Regions from separate parts of the Zea mays genome. Here region 2 is linked to region 1. A link is a contact called in public Hi-C data. All regions are on one chromosome and are shown on one strand. Each heading gives the region's core, a stretch centred on a gene start, on an enhancer-like site or on the middle of the called end of the contact. The rest is flanking DNA. Distances are from core to core; before and after follow the strand shown. Region 1 holds the start of LOC103639167 (receptor-like protein kinase FERONIA). Region 2 holds the start of LOC100285437.

The links. A called contact is a pair of places that touch in the nucleus more often than the background predicts.
Region 2: a contact with region 1 is called in a Hi-C map of endosperm, with 2.1 times the contacts expected there. The contact joins the promoter of LOC100285437 here to the promoter of LOC103639167 in region 1. A contact is called at or near these places in 7 of 25 Hi-C or Micro-C datasets (bundle sheath, ear, endosperm and 2 more).

What each region holds. Positions count from the first base shown.
Region 1 is chr9:137,561,526-137,568,532 of Zm-B73-REFERENCE-NAM-5.0, forward strand. LOC103639167 (receptor-like protein kinase FERONIA) reads right to left here and starts at 2,230. Exons shown (of 1, transcript XM_008661958.2): 1 at 1-2,230. The coding sequence starts at 1,754. LOC103639168 (ABC transporter E family member 2) reads right to left here. Exons shown (of 12, transcript XM_008661959.3): 9 at 6,825-7,007; 10 at 5,968-6,213; 11 at 5,137-5,269; 12 at 4,646-5,063. The coding sequence ends at 5,150.
Region 2 is chr9:137,786,460-137,793,443 of Zm-B73-REFERENCE-NAM-5.0, forward strand. LOC100285437 reads left to right here and starts at 2,806. Exons shown (of 9, transcript NM_001413563.1): 1 at 2,806-3,311; 2 at 3,552-3,580; 3 at 3,695-3,754; 4 at 4,837-4,882; 5 at 5,417-5,523; 6 at 5,703-5,998; 7 at 6,279-6,636; 8 at 6,727-6,984. The coding sequence starts at 3,194.

The DNA of each region.
Region 1 (7,007 bases), core at 980-3,479:
GACAGCATTTCAATCTCAGTCTGGAACTCATGCACACCCTGCTCAGACAAGGGATTGCCACGCTTGATAGCCACCTTAGTCGTTCCCCCATCAACCTCACCACGGTAAACTTTGCCAAATCCACCCACACCGAGGATGAGGGACTCATCAAAGTTGTTTGTTGCAGCCTTGATCTCAGCAAAAGAGAAATGGCGGCACAGGTTGGATGGCAAAGATGAAGCATAGCTACCAGTAGTGTGTGACTTGGCCGAACTGGAAGTGTGTGAATTGCCATAAAGAGACAGGGGCAGCCAACCAGAATGTCCATCACTCATGCCTGCATCCTTCCCAGCACTCCTCTTCCGCTTGCAGATCACAAAGAAGCAGCAATACCCAAGTGCAAGAACCACCAAACCTCCGATCACTCCACCGACGATAGGCCCAACAGTTGACTTCTTCTTAGCTGTCCCACCAGTCATCGGGGCAACACTTGGGATAGGGTTGAGCCCTGCAAGGCTACCATTTGTAAGCGGTAACTTGAACACCTCCATTCCATTGAGGATAGCATCATATATTTGTGGCTTTGAGTCAGGATTCGGATGGAGAGCTATCCACAAATCCATGGCCCCTAAACCCGATGTGGTCACCACATAGTCCTGATACACTGGAGTGCCAATAAGGGTGGTAGCACCACTCATGGTCGCCCACGCGTTCACATCAGCATCCTTGACTGCAGTCTGGTTGTTAATGTAAATACTGAAGACCCGCTGATTGATCTTTGTGATCGGGTACTGGATCTCACAGAAATGCAGCCTGATAAGGTACATGAATCCAGCATCAACCTGCAACATCCATGTGAGATTGTAGTTCATGTTCACATTCTTATCTGGCCCCATGGAGCGCGCTGTGCCGTAGACATCCTCTGGCGCCACATACTCCGGCACATTGCTTGGATATGTGATGGTGACATTGTTATCCTTCGGGTAGCTGACCCCGAAGCCAGCGCCAAAGATGTATGCTGTGTCGTCGTCCCAGGACCGGTACCCACCCGTGTCCTTGGAGGGCGAAATCGCCTGGCCTCCCACGTTGAGCCGGTACATAGTCTGCACCGCAGTGCCAGCATCGATTGGGAACGGCTGGAGGTTGCCATCGCCGGTGACCATGTTGGGAGTGGAGATGTCGAAGAGGTCTGGGGACGACACGACCTCGATGCCGTTGACGAACGCGTAGGCGTTCGGGTGGCCTTTCTCCGGGGTGAAGGTGAGGTCGAGCGTCGCGGATGAGACGTTGACGGAGAACTCCCGGATGAGGTACGAGTAGGTGATCGCGGCAGCCGTCTGGTAGGCGCTGAAGTTGGAGAGAAGGGTGAGCTTGCCCCCCGGGACGGCGACGGAGACGGAGAAGAGGCCGTCGGCGGCGTCGTGGTTGCTGTAGTTGGCCGGGTAGAAGTGAAGCCTGAGGAACTTGCGGCCCGGGCCAAGCGGGAAGGAGTAGGTGAAGGGCGAGGCCGAGACCCGCGCGGTGAGGTACGGCACCTGCGGGACCGAGGGATCCTGGCCAGAGGCGGAGGCCACGGAGGCGAGGTTGTCGGGCGGGGCGAACTTGGAGCCCGCGTCCCCGGTCCAGACCCGGCCGTCCGTGTCGTTGCCCTGCCCCTTCGCGCCGCAGTCCAGCAGGATGTCATCCCGCGGCACGAACGCCGTAGAGTTGGCCGCTTGCGCCGCCGCCGCGGCGCAAGTGGCCAGGAGAAGCGCCAGCAGCAGCAAGGCCCTCATGGTGGCAAGCCCCTCTTACAGATCGGGCATCAAGCGGCGCGCCGAGGCCGATCTGCGGTGGATTCGCGGCCGGGGTTGGCGGCGGAGGTGAGCCTTGTGGGGAGGAGAAGGTGGCAGCAGCAGCCCGCGGGTGGGGGAAGGAAGGGGGAGGGGGAAGCCTCCGGATTACGGGCGGTGCGGCATTAAGTGGGAGGGGGCGAGCGAGGCCAGGCCAGCAACGGCGACCAACCCTGCTCCGCTGTGCTCTTTGCTCGCTAGTTTCACTCCCGTCTGTTGATTACAGCCGTCGCGTCGGCGCGATGGTCGCGTTTCGGTGGTGACTCGCTGGTAGGTGGGGACGCCACCGGGTGGACCCGACGTGCATTGGCGTGGGCGCCAGTTCCGTGTGGTGCGGACCATGCGGTGCGATGGGGGACGGTGGCGCCGGGTGGTGGTGGTGGTGGACAGGAGTACAGGACAGCTCGCACTGCCGTGCTCGGTTGAGCCTGCTCGGTAGCGGCGACGCGGTGGTGGGAATCGCGGCCATGTGCGTGTGCGGGGGCGGGACTGCCGGGTGGGTCCCGCGTGCCAGTGCTGTTCAGATTTAATGAGGTCGTACTAACGTCGGACGGTTTGCTAATGCTAGTGTCACAGTCACAACTCACACTGAAAACTCGCAACACAGCCAGATTTCTCGACTGTGTTCCACTGACACGTGGGCACGGTATCCGGGGCCGAAACCGCGGGCAGTAGCCAGCAGCCAGCTTGAGTGGCCAAACGCGAGCCAACCGGCGGCTGGCGGGCCCCGCGCGGGCGCGTTGTTGCCCTCCGCTTAATATAGAGACGGCGATTCTCCGGTCATGTGCGCTGGCGCAATCAGGGCCGTCGAATGAGGATCACACGGAATGTGGCCCCGCACTTGGGCCCTACCTACTGCTGGCAATCTGGCATGCGGGTTGTTCGTGGCGTCGTGATGGCCACCGCCGCCCTCTCGTCTCGTCGCCTAATCGTGTTTCGTGAATACGGGGTGTCCCACACAACTATAGTAGTCCTCAGTATTAAATATAATTTAATTATAAAACTAATTACACATAAAGTCTAGAAGACAAGATCAATTATTAAACGTAATTAAGTATATATTTAACACTCATAATTGATATTTAGATATTAAATGTGACATAAACTAAACTTTTAGTCACTAAGTCGTCCGTCTCCGGTCTACAGCCTGAGCTTTGACCTGCAATGTCTTGGCAAGCTGTTTGCCGCCATTACCAAGCTGTTTGGCGCCATGACGATGGCCATACTGATCATCATTCAGCTAAGCGTATTATCTCATCAGCAAAATCGTCAGGTATTGGTCACTTGAGCCTTGACCTTGAGCCATACCACTAGTATTTTGTTTGGTGCAGTGCTTTGCTTGTCCGGAGTTTCTTTAATCTTTCCACTTATCCCGAGCCCAAAATTCAGTAAGACCATTAAGGTGTGACCTATTAAATAAGACCACTCATATCTGCACATAGCACTCATTTAAGACCTAGTTTGGTTTTTGGTTATTCTAGTATTGAGCTCAATCCACGTGTATTGAGGTGGATTAGGTGTAACTTAAATTAATTTATACCTCAATTTACCTCAACACATGTAGATTAGGGTCAATACTAAAATAACCAAACAAAGCCTCACCGGGAGAAGAAAGGTAATGACGTGTTTTTGTTTGAGAAAATAACTTACCTCAAGATTGAGTGATACATTATGAGTTTCTTCCTAAAATTTAGAGAAATGATCTCATTGCCCACACTAGTACTAACCAATAGCTTGTGAAGGATGTGGTGGTCGGTTGAGTGTGTATGTTTTTATGCTTTCACAGTAATCCGTCGTATACCATAGATGGACAAACTTATTTATCAGAGTATACAGAGTCATCCAGTCAAAATGAAGGAGATAGGGCAAACACATCCTCCCTCACGCTCACGCCGATGTAGCATTTTCTCATACATGTACTCGTTTGCTGCAGACATGCACTTGCACCGTCGTTTAGGAAGCAGACAGCAGTGCTAAAAGCACATGCCAGACACTAATTGCCGAAGACATGTCCTTTTTATAGTCGGTACCAGTAACGAAACGTCCACAGCAGGCAGCAGAGTATCACAGCTCCACAGGAACATTCGGTTACCTAAGGTAGTATACACTCCAAATTCTAAATTCTGGCTACCAATTCATTTGGGAGCTCACATGTGATTGCCTAACATTCAGACAATACTTCCACAATTTGCCCTTCTCCGCCCAGAGCAGTGCGGGTAAAGCTGAATCCAGGTCCTGAATATGACCTTTCCATGCTTCTCCGCCCAGATGGGCATCAGCGCAACTTTCAGAAATCAGAACTCACCATCTAGAAAGACTGTGGCACATGTTCTGCAGAAGAGAACAGTGCCATGGTTGCTGCTGGGTTCCTGGTGCACGTATCCCTTCTTCGCCTCGTTGCTGCTTCTCTTCTTTGCCTGCAAGGATACAAGAAAATCATGAGCAATATGCAGAATAATGGCTGACGATAGAACTGGCAGCTGCGCGATTGAGGCATTGCCTATGCATAAAAAAAACGCCATGACTGAGTGGCATGGCTGGCGTTGCATTGGTTTTTTTTCTTTTTATATAAACTATAAAGGGTTGCCAAGTCACTAAAACAGTTATACATAAAAAAACGCCATGACTGAGTGACATGGCTGGCACTACCAGTTTTTCCCTATTTAAAGGGCGATCCAATTGTTGAACCAAACGCGACTGTCGAGACTTTAAGTCCATCCTTTTTTTTATAAGAGCAGGCGAGGGCACCGTATCGTTGCCAAATTTATGTTTTTTAATAGATATATAAACAGAGTAAATAACGTTTGGAAAAAAATGCAACAAAATGGACAAACTGTCGGCAACCAGCGTACTTGATCATTCAAACTCAAGAATGAATTACAATCAGAACCAAAAAGCACAACGACTTGTCACGAGATTTCATATTGTTGCTCCAAAAATTTAATGTGATCTATATAATCGAGGGTCAAATATACTCGATGGCAAAACGACGGTACAACATTTTTGCTTAAAAACCTCTCCCTTCACAATACCATTTTAACGCCAATCCTTTTCTTCATATAGGTCAAGCCAAAAAGGGAAAAAAAACCAGTATCAACACAGCATGCTCTGCTTTATAAGTTATAACCGGCGCACTCTACTCCTGCAACCAAGTCTCATGCCATGTAGTGTGGTAGCTTCATAGTAGCTTCTCGTTTCCGCACTCTCCGCGCCCTCGAAAGACTATGCGCCATATGGCTCTCCAAGAAGAATCTGAAGCAGGAAAAAGGGTCAGTGAACATATAGGTAGTTCTGTGCACGAAAAAATACACAGATATATGCCAACCTGTGCTTCCTCATTAGTCATCGAGGTAGTAGTAGGACCCGGCCGACTTCTGTTCCCTGTCCTTTGTAGAGTCCAACTTGTTTATACGTGGCCTATAGTTGGTCGGGTCTCTTCTAAAAGTAATGTCAAGATGCTACCACAAGAATGGCAAGTGAAGTTAGTGCAGGGAAATAGATAAGCCAATGATGAAGAAATCAAAGCAATGACACAGATACAGCAACAGGTTTTTTATGTGCAAATATATTCGAGTTCTCAAATCCTACTGAAGATTTTTGTTAGACATCAAGCTGTTAGTAAGGTCTTGAAGAGCCTGGTCTGTCACAGTCCTGTTCGTTTATAAACAGCCTGTAGTTGGTTGGATCTTTTTTGGAAACCAACATGGAGATACTACACCAAAATCAAAAGAAAACTAGTGCATCTTTTTTGGAAACCAACATGGAGATACTACACCAAAATCAAAAGAAAACTAGTGCACGTAATTCTATGTTTTTGTACAACCCATGAAATCCTAGGTTAATACTATAGGAACCAATGTAAAGGGTAATAAGCTAGACTCCAGGCCAATAAAAGTTGGGTTAATTAGAAATATACAACTCCAATTTTGAAAAGTTAGAAACTAGTGCATTTTCATGCCACTCCATAGCATCAAAATGAACTAACCATCTAAATTTGCAAAAGTTTAGTGGCATGCATACAATTAACCCATAAAAGTTTGAAGTGCAGATATATAGTATGACTGAAGATTAAATTATGAGAACTGCATAAGGCTGGACCAACAAAGAGCACGCTATGTTATTGGTAACAGTCCATATTTTGTTATCATGCACTTACCGATAAGAATTTATTCATCCCGGATACTAAAGACTGTGGTGCATTGGCAGAACAGTCAATAGAAGGTCGCCCCTCATAAACAATGACCTTGTCAGCCAAGTATGTTGCCATGATGAAATCATGCTCAACAATAAATGCAGTTTTCTTAGCGTGAAGAATGAATCTCTTGATAACCTTTGAGGCCACAATACGCTGCTCCGAATCAAGATAAGCACTTGGTTCATCAATCAGATAGATATCTGCAGGCTGAACATATACCACAATGTAAGTGTGCAGAAGCTGACAATCAATCCAAATGATATAAGGTTAGTGGTATCTAGAGGCTGAGCGTCATTAAAGTATTAGGGATATATGGTTCCAGGCATCATCAATAACTGGAGCACTGGACTGTACCATAGTATCCAAGATGTGCAAAAATGAGAAGTAGCAGAAATGAAAAGGTGTCATGCTTGTTATATAGGGACTATACTGTTAGCCAACAAATCTTTGCATTATCACAACTTGTAGCACACACATCACTATATTTTCCATGCATGGACGGCGACCAATATGCAAATATAGATACACGAAATGAGTACAACTATACAATTATAGAACGTTACAAATACACCGTATATTGAATTGGATCGCTAATAAAACATTATTTATAATGATATATTATATACCATATACATAATATATAATATATCCTATAGTATAATATATAATATAAAGCAAAATTCCATATAGTATATAATATACCATATAGTATAAGTACCCTACTATGAGCAAAACACAGGGGAATAAAACATTATTTATATGGTATATTAGGCCAATCAAGTACACTAGCAACGTATAAAACAGAACAACAATATTACCTTTCCAAGGCAGAGGCATATAGCAACTCTTTGGAGCTCTCCACCAGATAAATTAACAACCTCCTGGTCCATGAGTTGTTCAATTTGCAGTGGCTTCATTACATCAGACACAAACTGAGGGTGCATATAGGAATCCCGAATTTTCTGGTGTAGCAAATGCCTCACGGTGTTCTTGAATTTCGG
Region 2 (6,984 bases), core at 1,556-4,055, 230 kb after region 1:
TTACCGAAAGTTTAGAGGATCCAAATGGGGGTCTTATAAGTCTTAGCTATAGTCATGCAACGGTAGCATTATCTATCAACGATAACAGACCACTCTAAATACGTTTTGAATGAAATGCGACACAATTTTGGTGGCACCAGAGAACATGATATTTTTAAGTACCATGTCATAGGGAGCTATGCATACCATATATATCAGCAAGTCAAAAGTATTCCAAAAAGGATGTCACCATAGAGGCATTGGATGCGTCGTTTATAAGGGCATGTTTGCATACACATGGCTAGTTACTAGCTGAGCTAAAAATGAATCTAAAGTAAATGTGCTTGGCTAACTAGTTGTCTAGCAACTAGTTTGAAACTTAGGTTAAAAAAACTAGTTTATGTATCCAGATATGCTATGTACTGTCCTATATTGCTTATTCACCTTTCTAATCCAACATCTTCTTCTTAATTCTTAGAGCATCTCCGAGCGTTTCTAAAACTCACTCCCAATCTTGATTTTTTTTGCAAGGTTAAGAGAACACTCTCCCACATTTCCACATCTCAATTCCTAATCTTTCAGTGTTTGAAAAAAAATCCACCCACCGATCAGGCATGTTCATTTCAACTTTTTGCTGATTTTGGCCACCAGAAGCTGCTGAGGATTGCCAAACACCTAGCTTTTTAGCCCCCTTATATGAAAATCGCTTTGATGAAAATTATCAAAACACAATTGGTCGAGTCGTCACGATAAAAGGAATATGTCACTTCTTGGATCCTAAATCCTATAGACCCATTCATCTTGTTCAATGGATAACTCCCATGATACTCATATTCTCTCCACAACCAGATTCTCCCTACAACCAAATTCTCAGAAAAGCTCATTAGAAAAAACCGAACCAAACAGGCCCGAAAATATAAGCGCGGTATCGGTGTGCCAATCTAGAGGTGAAAGGATATGAAGAGTAATAAAAAGGATAAGGGTTCTCAATGCAAATGTACACGAGAAATACTCCATCTATCCTAGTATATAAGACGGCTGACGCCACCGCGTTGGGTGGGCAACACGCGTGCATCTCCAACTATGTTGACCATGCTAGGAAGTCATTTTCAATTTATACATAATCCAGAAATAGCATGTAAGATTTGAGATGATATATACGTGCATGTGTATATGTTATTGTAACAACGAACATACTCATCAGTAGATAAACAACCCATAGAAGGTTTAGGGCGTACCTAGTGAAGGGACTTATGCTTAAGGCACCGATCCCTCCATTCACACTAGTCGACATAGTGCGTTGTTCGATATCATCGATCACGGCTCGATGCAGGTCGATATTCATAATGCAGTCCCTCGAACGTCCTTTGGAGAGAAGACTAGAAGTAGCAAGAAGATGTACAACGTCAGTGGCATAGTGTTCTCCTGGAAGAAGATGAACACCAGCAACAAGAAGTCGCGACGACGCTTCCTATCATGGTTTCGAAAACCAGGGGCAATAGATTTGTGTTCGGTGGGGAATGCTAGTGCGGTGAATCACTGTGACTCGAATGATGAACTTGAGACTTATACCGGTTTAGACCGGAGCTCTAGTTCAATGTAGTGCTGATTGTAGTATTTGTGATGAAAAGTGTTACAGCTTGTATGCTTGTGTGTAAGAAAAAATAGAGCCTGCTCTTTTATAACTCAAGGGTAGGACCTTACAGAGGTGACTTGTTCTCTACAAGTATGAGGGTGATCTATCCCCCTGGTTTGACGTAGTGCTCCTTATGTAGTCCATAGGGTCGTGCGTAGCCGTACTCCTGTTATGGCTTATCGTCTCTCTCGTTCGTCATACGGGTTTATGTAGCAAGTCCTCTACTAATATCTTCGTAGTAGTGCGTGGTGGGTCTCGTGGGTCAGCCCCTTATGGTGTGGTCGTGCGTAGCGCGGCCTCGCCCGTCGTCACGGACCTGCGTCACTTACCGGCGTGTGTAGGCATACACCGGATGGCGTATTTGTGGCGTCCTTTCTAGTATGCAGGTCACTGTAGAAACTCCTACGCTGAGGTCCCAACGACCGGGGTGGACTGGCCCCATACGTAAGTGTGGGTTTGCCTGGGATAGTACGTGACGACGTAACGTTTGATGTTCAGCAGGGACCCTTCGACACCGTACCCGAGGCTACAATCCAACTATCCAAGTGAGGGGAGAGATCGACGAAGGCAGCGGCACAAGTGAGAGGGGAAGGAGCAGCAATGTCGCAGGGGAGGCTAGGGGCGACAAGGTAGCGGAGGGAGTGGAGGGGGAGGGATAAAGGATGAGAGATGATCCAAATAATTTGAGTGAGTAAAGTAGATGAAGTTATTCAACGATCTGAACGGTTGTTTTTGATGGTGCGTTAAATTTAGATGTAATATGTTTGGTGGATTTAGTGGAGTTTCTGAGTGTAAGAGTGATTTGGTTGGATGTGTTTCGCAAAGTTTAATGGCAATAAATTTTTTTATAGATTCCCTCCGAATTTTTCTGTTACCAAAGTGGTGAACTATAAAGTGGTATAATAAATTACGACGACGAAATATAAATGTTAGAAAATGAAACATGTAAATACAATAAAGCCTCGTCACATGTTCCATCATAACGAGCTGCGGCAGCGTATCCGTGTTGACCCCACCACCGCGGATCTTATAATTTGCGCGTCGGCAGCTGTAGTTATAGTTAAATTAACCAGCAAAGCAAATCTAAATGCGTGAATTCTGAACCAAAGCACAGAGAATCAAACAATGAAACAACACACATCATAAGTATAATAATGATAAATTTGCAAAAGCGAAAAGAAAAGAGACGCATTCCGGAAAACGTTTGATTCCTTCACACACCCGCACACATACACACACTCGTCCCTTCCCTCCCCCTCCATCTCCATTCTCCAATCTCCCCTTCGACGCTCTCCCCTCGCTTCTCGCGCACACTAACCAATCCGAGCGCCCGACGCTGCCCCCCGATCGAATCCACCGGAGCCGCCCACCTAGGGCTCGCCCGCGCCATTGTCGAACCAGGAGGGTTCGTCCGCCCGCGCCTGCTGCCCCGCACTCCCGCGCCGTGGCGGTGGCGTTGGCGGTATGTATGATCGCTAGAGGGAGAGGAGGAGGTGGCAGCACCGGTGGGGATTAGGGTGGCGGCAGTGCTGGTGCCGGGAGGAGGAGGAGGAGGAGGAGGAGGAGGAGGCGTAGCCCATGAAGGCGACGGCGCCGCCGGCAAAGCGGCGGAGGGGCCCGCGGCTGGCGGTGCTGGCGCTCGTGTTCTGTTCGCTGCTCGTGCCGATCGCCTTCCTCTTCAACCGCTTCCCCGCCGGTGAGTCCTCTGCTTCGTCACCGTCACGACCTCATGCCCGCAGAACCCCCGGATTTGAGGGAATGCAGGCGTCGGCGCGGATCGAATCAGTGCCGTGCCACGCGGATCTGTTCCTCGGAGCTTTATTCCCCGTGTTATCGTGTAGCGTGTCTTATTAATGATTTTGTTGTTGCGCTCCTGTTTATTGAGATTTTTCGGCGGTTCGATTTCTGACTGGTTCGATCGTCTTTTGTTGTGCAGTGTATGTGACGGATGAGCGCCCTCAGCAGGTAACTACATTTTTTCTCTCTTAAAATACTATATGCATATTTTTCGTGTACTTTTACGATGTTTTCAAACAAAATATTCATGGATGTGTTTCTTTCTGTTTGTGTTTACTGCAGGAGATTGACTTGCCTTCATTCGATCGCGTGGCATTTGAAAGTGGTGGATCTGTAAATGAAGTAAGCGGGGCAGTGCTTGTGCTAGTGTTGTCAGTGATTAAACTTTTTAAACCATGCATCTGTCAGTAGCTTGGTGGTTGTTGACATGATCCTGCGCTTTAGGATTGCTTGTATTTGCTGTCAACACTAGTCATAATTAGAGAGGCCTACTGGCACCAGTGGAACTAAAACAGAGATTTATTCCAGTCCGAAAAAACTTGCTGTTCTAGGATTGTCTTTAGTCAAACTGTCCTGAGCTTTACTAAATCTAACAGGGAAAAGAATTTCAGATTTTAGCTTTGGATTGCATCTTCACATAGATTGGTTAGACCAAAACATCCGTAATAAACATCATTAGGTCAACATAATTAACCAATGGCACCACAGGTAGGGCAACATTCTGTTCTTCATATTACCTACCACCTCTACAGCTCAACAAATTCTGATAAGACAGCTTAGAAAACTAATTGCATTGAGTGCGGGTCACTTGTGCAATTATTGTTCCATTTTGTCCCCACCTCTTAACACAGTGTCATCATATCCGTTATCAGCATTGTTGAGCCATTGTGTATACCATTAAAAAAATGGTGGTTTAGGGTTATGTGTTTGCATCCAATTGATTCTTGCTCAATTTTGGATAACACTCAAATAAATGGTGGGGAAAAGAAAATCAGAAAGTCCTCTGTAGCTTACTGGAAGCGAGCACGTTTGAGCTGGAGAACATGGAATTCGATCAGCTTCATGAGATTTTTTACTGGAGGCGAGCACATTTGAGTTGGAGAACATGGGATTCGTTCAGCTTCAAGAGATTGTTGAGAATTCATCAATTATTGTGTTTGTTGGCTCTTGGGGCGAAGTTGTACAATTGAATGTTCACAAAAACAATTTTGGCCACTAAATCCAACAAATAGAAACCATCCCACAGAAAATATACATCTGATATCTCTGCTTCCCTAGTCTCCTATTCAAGCGCGTGAACTATGACAGGGAAAAATATAAATATGTATCATTAAAACATTATGTCTTTGTCATTAATTGCTACATTACTTACATCTCCCAGAATTGTATTGAAGTCCCTAATCCATTCTCTTCCTGGTTTTCAGGATGTGTTCAAGAAGACTTCTGGGAGCAGTAGTGTGTCGCACCATGGTATTGATACTGGCCCTTCCATAGTTAGGACTGAACCAAAAGTTATAGGTTGGTACAAAGGAGACCATCAAATAATTTCAATTCAACCACTAAACCAAAAGCTATAAGTTGGTACGAAGGAGACCATCAAATAATTCAATTCAATCAACATTATTAAATGTGCAGTATAACTCTTACGATATACAAAATAAAAAGCAACGTAGGAAAACAATGATTTGGGTTGTGTGAACTTTATATGATTTGTTGGGCTTTAACTCTACTTTGTTTTCAATATCTCAGTATCTACCTCGTCCTTGTTGCATGTTTACAGTAATGTATGCAGAAGTATTATACATTTCACAAAAAATAAGTTAACCTGAATCAATAATTTTTAAATGGATGTTAGTGTAGTTATCTAGGAAATAATGGTCATTAGCCATAATTGATCGTTTGTATTAACACGTATTCCATCAATTTGATACTTTCCTTTTCTTATGATATGCCGAACCGTCATTTTGGCACACATGCTGACATGACAATTGGCTCTATATGCAGTTCTCCCGCCTCCAAAAATTGAACTAGTCCTCCCCCCTCCAAAAGTTGAACCCAAACCAGAAGTGAAGCCAGTACCAGTATCAGTTCCAGTTCATCATAACAAAAAAGTATGGAGGCTTCTCAGCTATTTGTTTTTTAGCGATTTTTTTTTAAAGTTTAACTTCACTTTCGCGTCCACCTGTAGTTCTGTACAGTTGCTTCCTCTTACCTTAGCTTAGGCTGCAATCTGGCTCTTTTGTATGAGAAATGTATTTATATAATCTTTTTTTAAACACATTCCTTCCAGATTAACGTTGACAAGATTAGGCCTCCTAGAGTTCAAAGTGCTGATGAGGTGGAAAAGGCTAAGGCTTGTCAACTTGAGTTTGGGAGTTACTGTCTCTGGTCCATAGAGCACAAAGAAGTTATGATAGATACCATTGTGAAAAGGCTGAAAGATCAGCTGTTTGTAGCCCGATCTTACTACCCAAGCATTGCGAAACTTAAAGGAAAGGAGACATTGACTCGTGAACTGAAGCAAAATATTCAAGAGCACGAGAGGGTCCTTAGTGAATCCATCGTTGATGCTGATCTACCATCCTTGTGAGTTTTTAGCATGTGTAATTACCAGTTCACGTCTTTAATGCTTGTCCTGGTTGATCATGTTAATTACAAGTGTTATAGTCTACGTTGTATAGATTCTCTTACAGATGAAATTAGTCTGAAATTCCTATTTTATCATATATTCCAGTACCCTACTTTCAAGATGTTTCTTCAACAGTACATGTTTTATGATGTAATTTTAAATTCATGCCCTTAAAAAATAAGTAAAAGTTTCCATCATGAGGCTCTTCTGATTTTAATATCTGACATGTATTTTCAGTATAAAAACGAAGGTCGAGAGGATGGACCAATCAATAGCAAGAGCCAAATCATGCACTGTGGATTGCAACAATGTTGACAGAAAGCTTCGTCAAATTCTTCATATGACAGAGGATGAAGCTCATTTTCATATGAAGCAGAGCGCATACCTGTACAACCTTGGTGTTCACACCATGCCTAAAAGTCATCATTGTCTTAATATGAGATTGACAGTAGAGTACTTCAAATCCATGCCATTGGATCCAAATGACTCTTCTGCCCATACGTTTAACATTCCAGACAATAGGCACTATGTTATATTGTCTAAAAATGTCCTTGCTGCTTCTGTTGTCATCAACTCAACTGTTAGTAGCTCTGAGGTATGCAGAAAGTTTTTTATTTCTCCTTTAAAGCTGTTATAGTGCATCTTGTGGGCTCAGCATTGCTAACATCCCCTTTTCCTATTGCAGGATACTGAAAATATAGTCTTTCATGTACTAACTGATGCTCAAAATTTTTATGCCATGAAGCACTGGTTTGCAAGAAACTCCTACAGGGAATCAGCTGTGAATGTCATAAATTATGAACAAATTATTTTCGAGAATTTCCCTGAGTTTGGAACCCAGCAGTTATATTTGCCTGAGGAATTTCGTGTTTTCATCAGTAGCCTTGAGCGGCCTACTGAGAAGAGTAGAATGGAGTATTTATCAGTGTTCAGTCACTCACAT